2 separate regions of the Mus musculus genome follow, and region 1 is linked to region 2. A link is a contact called in public HiCAR-type data. All regions are on one chromosome and are shown on one strand. The core of a region is the stretch at or near the end of the contact, and the rest is flanking DNA. Distances in the headings are between cores, read along the strand shown. Region 1 has its middle 3.4 kb from the start of Gm34759. Region 2 has its middle 55 kb from the start of Tars.

Evidence for each region. HiCAR-type assays count read pairs that join an accessible place to other places.
Region 1: a contact with region 2 is called in a HiCAR-type map of fibro-adipogenic progenitors, with 4 times the contacts expected there. The contact joins two enhancer-like sites. A contact is called at or near these places in 3 of 115 datasets of contacts at active chromatin or transcription factors (embryonic stem cells and fibro-adipogenic progenitors).

What each region holds. Positions count from the first base shown.
Region 1 is chr15:12,081,878-12,085,780 of GRCm38.p6, forward strand. No RefSeq gene overlaps it. Among named protein-coding and RNA genes, the nearest start is that of Gm34759, 3.4 kb to the left of the region's middle. Within about 2 kb of position 2,539, at least 32 of the 459 cell types and tissues checked have an H3K27ac peak or open chromatin away from gene starts, as enhancers often do. A contact at or near this core is called in fibro-adipogenic progenitors, where this site is marked.
Region 2 is chr15:11,453,155-11,456,708 of GRCm38.p6, forward strand. No RefSeq gene overlaps it. Among named protein-coding and RNA genes, the nearest start is that of Tars, 55 kb to the left of the region's middle. Within about 2 kb of position 2,292, at least 40 of the 459 cell types and tissues checked have an H3K27ac peak or open chromatin away from gene starts, as enhancers often do. A contact at or near this core is called in fibro-adipogenic progenitors, where this site is marked.

The DNA of each region.
Region 1 (3,903 bases), core at 1,289-3,788, 630 kb after region 2:
GGGGAGCACCATAAACCAGGATGTGGGAGGCATGGGGAGCACCGTAAACCAGGATGTGGGAGGCATGGGGAGCACTGTAAACCAGTATTCGGGAGGCAGGTTACAGAGGCTACATGGATGTCTTGTGAGGATACCAACCTGAAGAGATGGCAAATGAGGTCCAGATGCCCTCCCATGATCCTCACAAAGGGAGCCCAGGGGAAAAAAGATCTGAATTAGCTTAGAACACGGTCCCACCACCCCAGTGAGATGAGTGTGACAGCCATTTAGGACTGTCATCAAATATTCTGCTGTCCTGCTTTACGTGTTCGTGTCCTCTGGAAGTGACACGAGTATATGTGATATGGTTTGGCCAGTTGCATTTAAGCAAAACTGAGCTGTATCCTGGGCAGACTGAACGGAAGAGCCTGTGATGGTCGGTTTGTGTCTCATTTGGGCTGAGCTAGAGTATCCCACTTCTGATCAAGAAGCGAACTCGCTTTTGATGTGTTTGATATTTAGATCAGGAGACTCTGAATAAAACATTATCCTCTAAAACGTGAGTAGGCTTCGTCTGATCCACTGAGAATCATACGGGATAAGCACCGTGATCCCCTAAGGAAGAAATTCTTGCTTCGGGACTGCCTTCAAACTCAAGCTGTCATGTTAGTTCTTCTCTGGTCTCCAGCCTCCTGGCCTCGCCTACGCTGTCGATTTCATATCTGTTCAACCCCCACAAATGTGTGGGCCAGAGAAATTTTTGGTTCTGCCTTTCTATCTCTATTTCTCTTTCTTTCCGAACAGTCACAAACACCCCCCACACACACTGCCCATTGGTTCTGTTTCTCTGGAGAACCCGAAAACAGAACCTATAGCCCGTTGTTCACATTGTCTTTTCCTGCCACAAAAATCCTTGGGAACAAGTGTGGAGATTAATCTTCTTCAACCGGGGTCCTTGAGAGACTACGACAAGTAGAGCGCAGGCAAGGGAGACAGGGGAGTGGAGTGGAGGGTGGGGCGCATAGATCGAGCCTGAGCATCTGAGAGAAGCCAGGGGGAAGTGGGGAGGACTGGAACACTGCTACCCTGCCTAGCATCACGCCCATAGGTAACAGCGTGTATGGATGTAACACATGCTCCAGATGTGCAAACAACCTAGAGGTCTCCATCCTTTGTACTCCAGTTGCCTATGCACTGCTAAGTTTTCCTCCAGGTTCTCTCCGCTGCTTCTCTCAATGGCCTGGAACTCGCTGGATAGACCAGGTTAGCCTCAAAGTGAAATGAAAATATTTGTCAGAGTGAGAGAAGTCAAAACGTTGTAAAAAGAATACACAAATCCCTGTAACTCTCGATAGAAGCTTCATCTCTCCCTCCCCCTCCCCACGGGCATTTGAAAAGAATATTAAAAAAACAAAACAAAATCTGACTCAAGTGAAGCTGAAGGTGGGGAAGAGCTAGGAGGGAAAAATTAAGGAAGATGCTTGCCTGCAATATAAAAGACATTCTGGAGCAAGAGGGGGTATTCACAGGCGTTTGCTGATACAACCAGCATCGCTCAACATTGCTTTGGGCTTCTGGGAGTTTCTCTGTGGCACAGAGCAGGGATGGCTCAGCTTCCCTCGCAGAGGCCCCACTTACCCTTCTTTATTATTATTACTATTAGTAGTAGTAGTAGATATTTTCTTTATTTACATTTCAAATGTTATCCCCTTTCCTAGTTTCCCCTCCAGAAACCCCCTATCCCCTCCCCCTGCTCTGCAACCCACCCACTCCCATTCCTGGTCCTGGCATTCCCCTATACTGGGGCATACAGCCTTCACAGGACCGAGGGCCTCTCCTCCCATTGATGACCAACTAGGCCATCCTCTGCTACATATACAGCTAGAGCCACATCCAGAGACTGCCCCACTTGGGGATCCACCCCATAAACAACCACCAAACCTAGTCACTAGGCAGATGCCAACAAGAGCCTGCTGACAGGAGCCTGATATAGCTGTCTCCTGTGAGGCTCTGCCAGTGCCTGACAAATACAGAAGTGGATGCTCACAGTCATCCATTGGACGGAGAACAAGGTCCCCAATGAAGGAGCCAGAGAAATACCCAGGGAGCTGAAGGGGTCTGAAGGCCCATAGGAGGAATAGCAATATGAACTAACCAGTACCCCCAGAGCTCTTGGAACTAAACCACCAATCAAAGAAAACACAAGATGGAACTTGTGGCCCACTTACCCTGCTGATGGCTCCTCATGTTGCTCACACTCTAGCTTTGAACATCTCACACCTCCTCCCTAGCCCCTCAGGTCCGGATTCTGGTCACTTAGCTTTACACAGGGCAGCCTCCCTGGGATGTGTTGCTTGAAGCCTGATGCAACAGTATCACCCTGAGCAGCGGTCTCCCCTCCCACACACCCCAGGAGGCTTACCTCTCCTTCCACAGGCCATGTTTATCCATAAGACATCACGTGGGAACTCCGTTCAAAATGCAAGCGGAGCAAGACTGGAGGTCCAGATGTTCACGCTGGGATGCAGTCCAGAAAGTTCTATTTTTACATGCTCTCCTCCAGGTGGCTCGGTGGGGGCTGGAGGGAGGCTATATTTGCAGTAATAGTGCCCCAGAGAGATGTAGGGTGGGGGATATTAGCTCAGCTTCCCTCCCCTCTTGGCTCTGCAGCTCTTTTCCCTAGTCAGCTCTGACTTCATTTGTTACTGATGCAGCCAGGCCATCTGCTCTCAACCTTAAAACCGAACAGACAAAAGCAACAAATGCAAGATGGAGCCTTGCTTCTAGGAATTTCGGTGCCATTTGTGATTCTTTCTGTACACCAAGGTATCTGGCCTTCTCTGTGAGGTCATCACTGATGGCAAAGTTGAGAATGACTTGTGAATCTTTCTCATACTCCGTTTTTGCAGGCTTTGCCCTGGACCAGGGATGGGGCCTGAAAGGAAACACAGAAGAAAGCATCAGAAACCTGCTCAAACGAAGGCATCAGTAACCAAAAATAAGCACATTTGCTTAATGTTCTATCTTGACGGTGTCTTAATAACAGTGGCCGCCGACAGCATCCAAAATCAGACAAGACATATCCCACTCTGCCAGTCAAAGGGTTAATTCCCATGGCTCATAGAAAGAGGCTGCACAACCACTTCCTCACCTGCCCTACACAGACCTGGAAAAAATTCCCTCAACCTTACTCCAGCACAGCCCAAGTCTTTGACCAAAACCCATGCACCCCCTGGTGGTCTGGAGGTAAACTACAATGTACAATAGGAGACTTTTAGGTTTTTCTGGTTTTGTATTTCATGTCTCTTCTAGTCAACATCCACACAGAACTTTTCTCTGGGATAGCTTTGCAGGAACAGCCTCCTCAGGCTGTATTCAGACGATTTGGGAGGTGAGGTGTCACAGATCTTACAGGAAATGGATGGCCACCTTCTCCAGACACAAGCCTCGTGACAGATTATCCAATTCTAAGTGGTCAACCCTAAATATTCATACATACAGGAAACATTAAACAGATCCAGTAGGATGCATTTGTGTGTGTGTGTGTGTGTGTGTGTGTGTGTGTGTGTGTGCGCGCGCGCGCACCCTACAGCACTTGGGTAGTGGTCAGAGGAAAACCAGACTCTTTCCTTCCAACAAGAGAGTTGTAGGGCCTGGATTCCTGTCACCAGATTTGGTGGCAGGAGCCTCTATCTGCTGAGTACTGTAACTGCCTCTGTATCTGTAACCTTTACTTAGTGTGAGAGCTCTTTTTCTCCTGTCATAGTCCCCTTTCCTCTTTAGTGTATCTTCTTGCTTGCACTCTATTAAACTAGTGGTTCTCAACCTGCGGGTTGCCGCCCCTTTAGGGGGGTCGAATAATTCTTTCACTAGGGTCACTCAAGACCATTGGAAAATGCAGATATTCACACTGTGATTCATAAC
Region 2 (3,554 bases), core at 1,042-3,541:
GGCTTAAACTTCTGAAACATCAAAGCTCATACTTCCTTCAAGAAAGCCATACCTACTAATTCTTTCAAATAGCACCACTCCTTAAGCATTCAATTATATGAGCCTATGGGGCCTGCTCTTTTTCAAACAATCACATTGCAGTCCTTGGCTCCCATAGGCTTGTAGCCCTATCATAATGCAAAAATGCATTCAGTTCAACTTCAAAAGTCCCCATGAACTATAACAGTCTCAACACTATTTAAATGCTCAGAATTCAAAGTCTCTTCTGAGACTCAAGGCAATCTCTTAACTGTCACCCCTGTAATATCAAAATAAAAAAGCAGATCACATACTTCCAACGTGCAGTGGCACCGACTATTCGTTACTATTCCAGAGGGAGCAAAGTGAGGAAAAACTGGACAAAAGCAAGTCTAAAAATCAGCTAGGCAAATGTTAAACTCTGAATTTCCATTTCTATTTCTGTTCCTAACTGACACTCTGAATGTATTTTACTGTTGGTATTCTTATGGGCATTCTGATCTCATCTTTAGACTTTTGCACACACATCCACAAAGTACTTACATGTGTCCATGAAGTACACAGATGTATCATCTATTGCTGTGATAAACCATCATGCCCAAGGGAACTTATAAAAGAATGTGTTTAATTTGGCTTATAGTTTTAATTTTGGCTTATAGCACACAGTAGTGGAACAAAAGGCTTGGTGGGAAGAAGAGCCAGGAGATCACTTTTTGACCTGCAAGCAAGAGGAGAGGAGCATGCTGGGTATGACAAGAGGCTTTGGAAACCTTAAGCCTCAGTGACACACCAACAAGGCCACACCTCTTAATCCTTCCCAAACTGTCCCACCAATTGGAGACCAGGTAATCAAATATATGAGCTTAATTGGGAGGGGGCATTTTTATTTAAATCACCACACCCTACTTCTCTGGGATTGGTTTTCTGTGTTCATTATTTCCAAAGTTTGAAAAGAATTAAATCTCTATCTCTGCAGGGACTTGTGAAATCTAACTGCACTGTGGTAGGGAAAAAGATGAAACCTTTGGAATTTGTGACTCATAGCAATCAAACCTGGAAGTAGTCATGCAGTCCTTGGTAAGAACATTACTACATGTCGATTTTGTTGTTCCAGCTCTTGCCTAGCACCAGTTTGTCCACTAGTTTAAAAAATATGTTCACAAAGCCATTGTATAAAGAAAGTTGTGCCAGCAAACACCAAAATACCTGACAGAATCAAAGAAGGCAGAGCTTTATTTTGTCTAATGGTTTCAGAGAGGCACAGTCTATCATAGTGGACAAGGGCCATTGGGTGCAACTGTCCATGGTGCCAGGAGTGTGAGGTTGAGCAGCCCTTCACATCTTAGCAGATCAGGAAGCAGCATAAACAGACTGACATCAGTATACCCTGCCTGCACCCGCTAGATCCCTCAAGACTCCACATCCCTCAGAACAGTATTACAACCAGAGAAGGAGGATTCAAAATGTTAGATTGTGTTGGACATTTCAAAATAAGCACAAATCCCTTTCCCTATCCTCAAGATTTCTGGATCTAGGTTTTGAGATAAGCTCTGAGACCGTCACTGTTTACAGTCTAGTAAAAGCCACCACAATACAGCCTCCAGCTGTGTGACTGGTCTTTGAACATTTGCTCCTCTTGTTCTGAGCATGCTTCAGGTTTGGAGGATATGGTCTGTCCATGTGGACATGCTCCTTCTTAACTTTATCTTTCCTTTAGAATTTTCTTTGCGAGTTCTCCAGAGTGTGAGGCTTGGATAGTCCCTTTAAGTTGCCCTTTCCATAGGAAATTAAAAAAGAATTTCACCTAAACCTCTCTTGAGGAAAACAAAGTCTAGAAACAACGACACATGTTCACATGGAGACTTGTGCTTTCAATTGGCTCTCTTTTTTCCCCTTGGCACCCGCCAAAAGAATTGTTATACTGCGAAGTCTGTTGGAAACAGTCTGCTTTAGAAATTCCACCTTAGGTGGAAATGTGAATCATCATAGTTGAGCATTTTCCTGTTTTGCAAAGCCGTCCTTTGGAATCGCTATCACATTCGTGTCTGTACATGGATGGCAGCTTTGCACACAGCCCTTTCCTATTTTATTTTTTTTCTGCTCAGGTACCAAACTTGGTTTTCATGTCCCAATAGACTAATAAGATGGCTTTGTTCCTAATGTTTGCAAAGAGCTGGTTCTCTATCTCTCCGCAGGGACTGGTGAAATCTAACTGTACTGTGATAGGGAGAAGGATTAGGCCTTTGGAATTTGTGACTCATAGCAATCAAATCTGGAAATGTTCATGCAGTCCAGTCCTCTGAAAGAATATTACTGACTGTTCATTTTATCCTCCCAGCTCCTTCCTAGCGCCGGTTCCTGTGATAGTTTAAAAATGTTCACAAAGCTATTGTATAAGGAAAGCCACGCTGGCAAACACCCAGTGTTATAAACATTTATTACCAAACCAAGAAAAACATTTTCATAAATGTTCGAGGAATTTTCCCCCCTTTTCGATCGGTCCTCCAAGGATTTATTGCAACAGCCGCTCCACTAACACACACGTTTGCTAGTGTTCCCCTGACGAGATGGTGTTAACGTGATGACGGGACAGCTTTTAGAGCTTCATGCTTTTTTATTTTTTTCAGACAGGTTTCTTAAATTTTTTTTTTGTTTGTTTGTTTGTTTGTTTCAGTGATGTGTAGGCTGAGTGTCACAAGCGCTCATGACTAGATTATCTTTCATTTTAAAATGAAGAAGTTCATATTTTAGTTTCTTTATGTCATCCTACCCACTTGCTCGATTGAGTTATTAGAGAGAAATTTAAGTAGCTTAATGTTAGTAATTTTCTTGCAAGGGTCGTTGGTGGGCTTAGGCCTCCCTTCCTCATTTAGCTAACAGGACTGATGAAAACAACGTGCTCCAGAGGTGGTAAACTCTAAGCAGATAGTATTTGAAGTATTTCCGCCCAATCTCTCTGGCATGGCATGCTAAGTGGTGGTTTAACGCATATAAAAGTGTGAGTGAGGAGGTGTATTGTTCTGTGAACTTTACAAGTAAGGAAACAAAACCTCCCATAGGATCCACAGGAACTTGCTCACGTCATATGGAGAACATGTGGTCAAAGACTGGCTTCACCCTCAAATGCTTAATGTGGACCTCAGTGCTCTTTCACAAACAGCAAAGACTAGGCAGACTTATATCCATGGATTGCCTTACACGCTCTTAAGTGACTTTTTAAAATCTTTTTTTTTCCTTTTTTTTTTTTTGTTTGTTTTTGAAACAGGGTCTTCATATGTAGCATAGGCAAGGCTTAAACTTGTAAGAGTCCTGTCTCAGCTTCCCAAGTTCTGGGTTTACAGGCATACATACCATAGTGCCAACCCTGTGGTGAGGTATTATAATTAGTCGTACAACTTTAGGAACATAGACACTTTGATATCAACAGTACAGACTCTGAGTCAGTGGGTCTGCCCTGGAGCCTTAAGGCATTGATGGTGTTCTTAAATCACCATCCTTTTACTCTCTCTCTCTCTCTCTCTCTCTCTCTCTCTCTC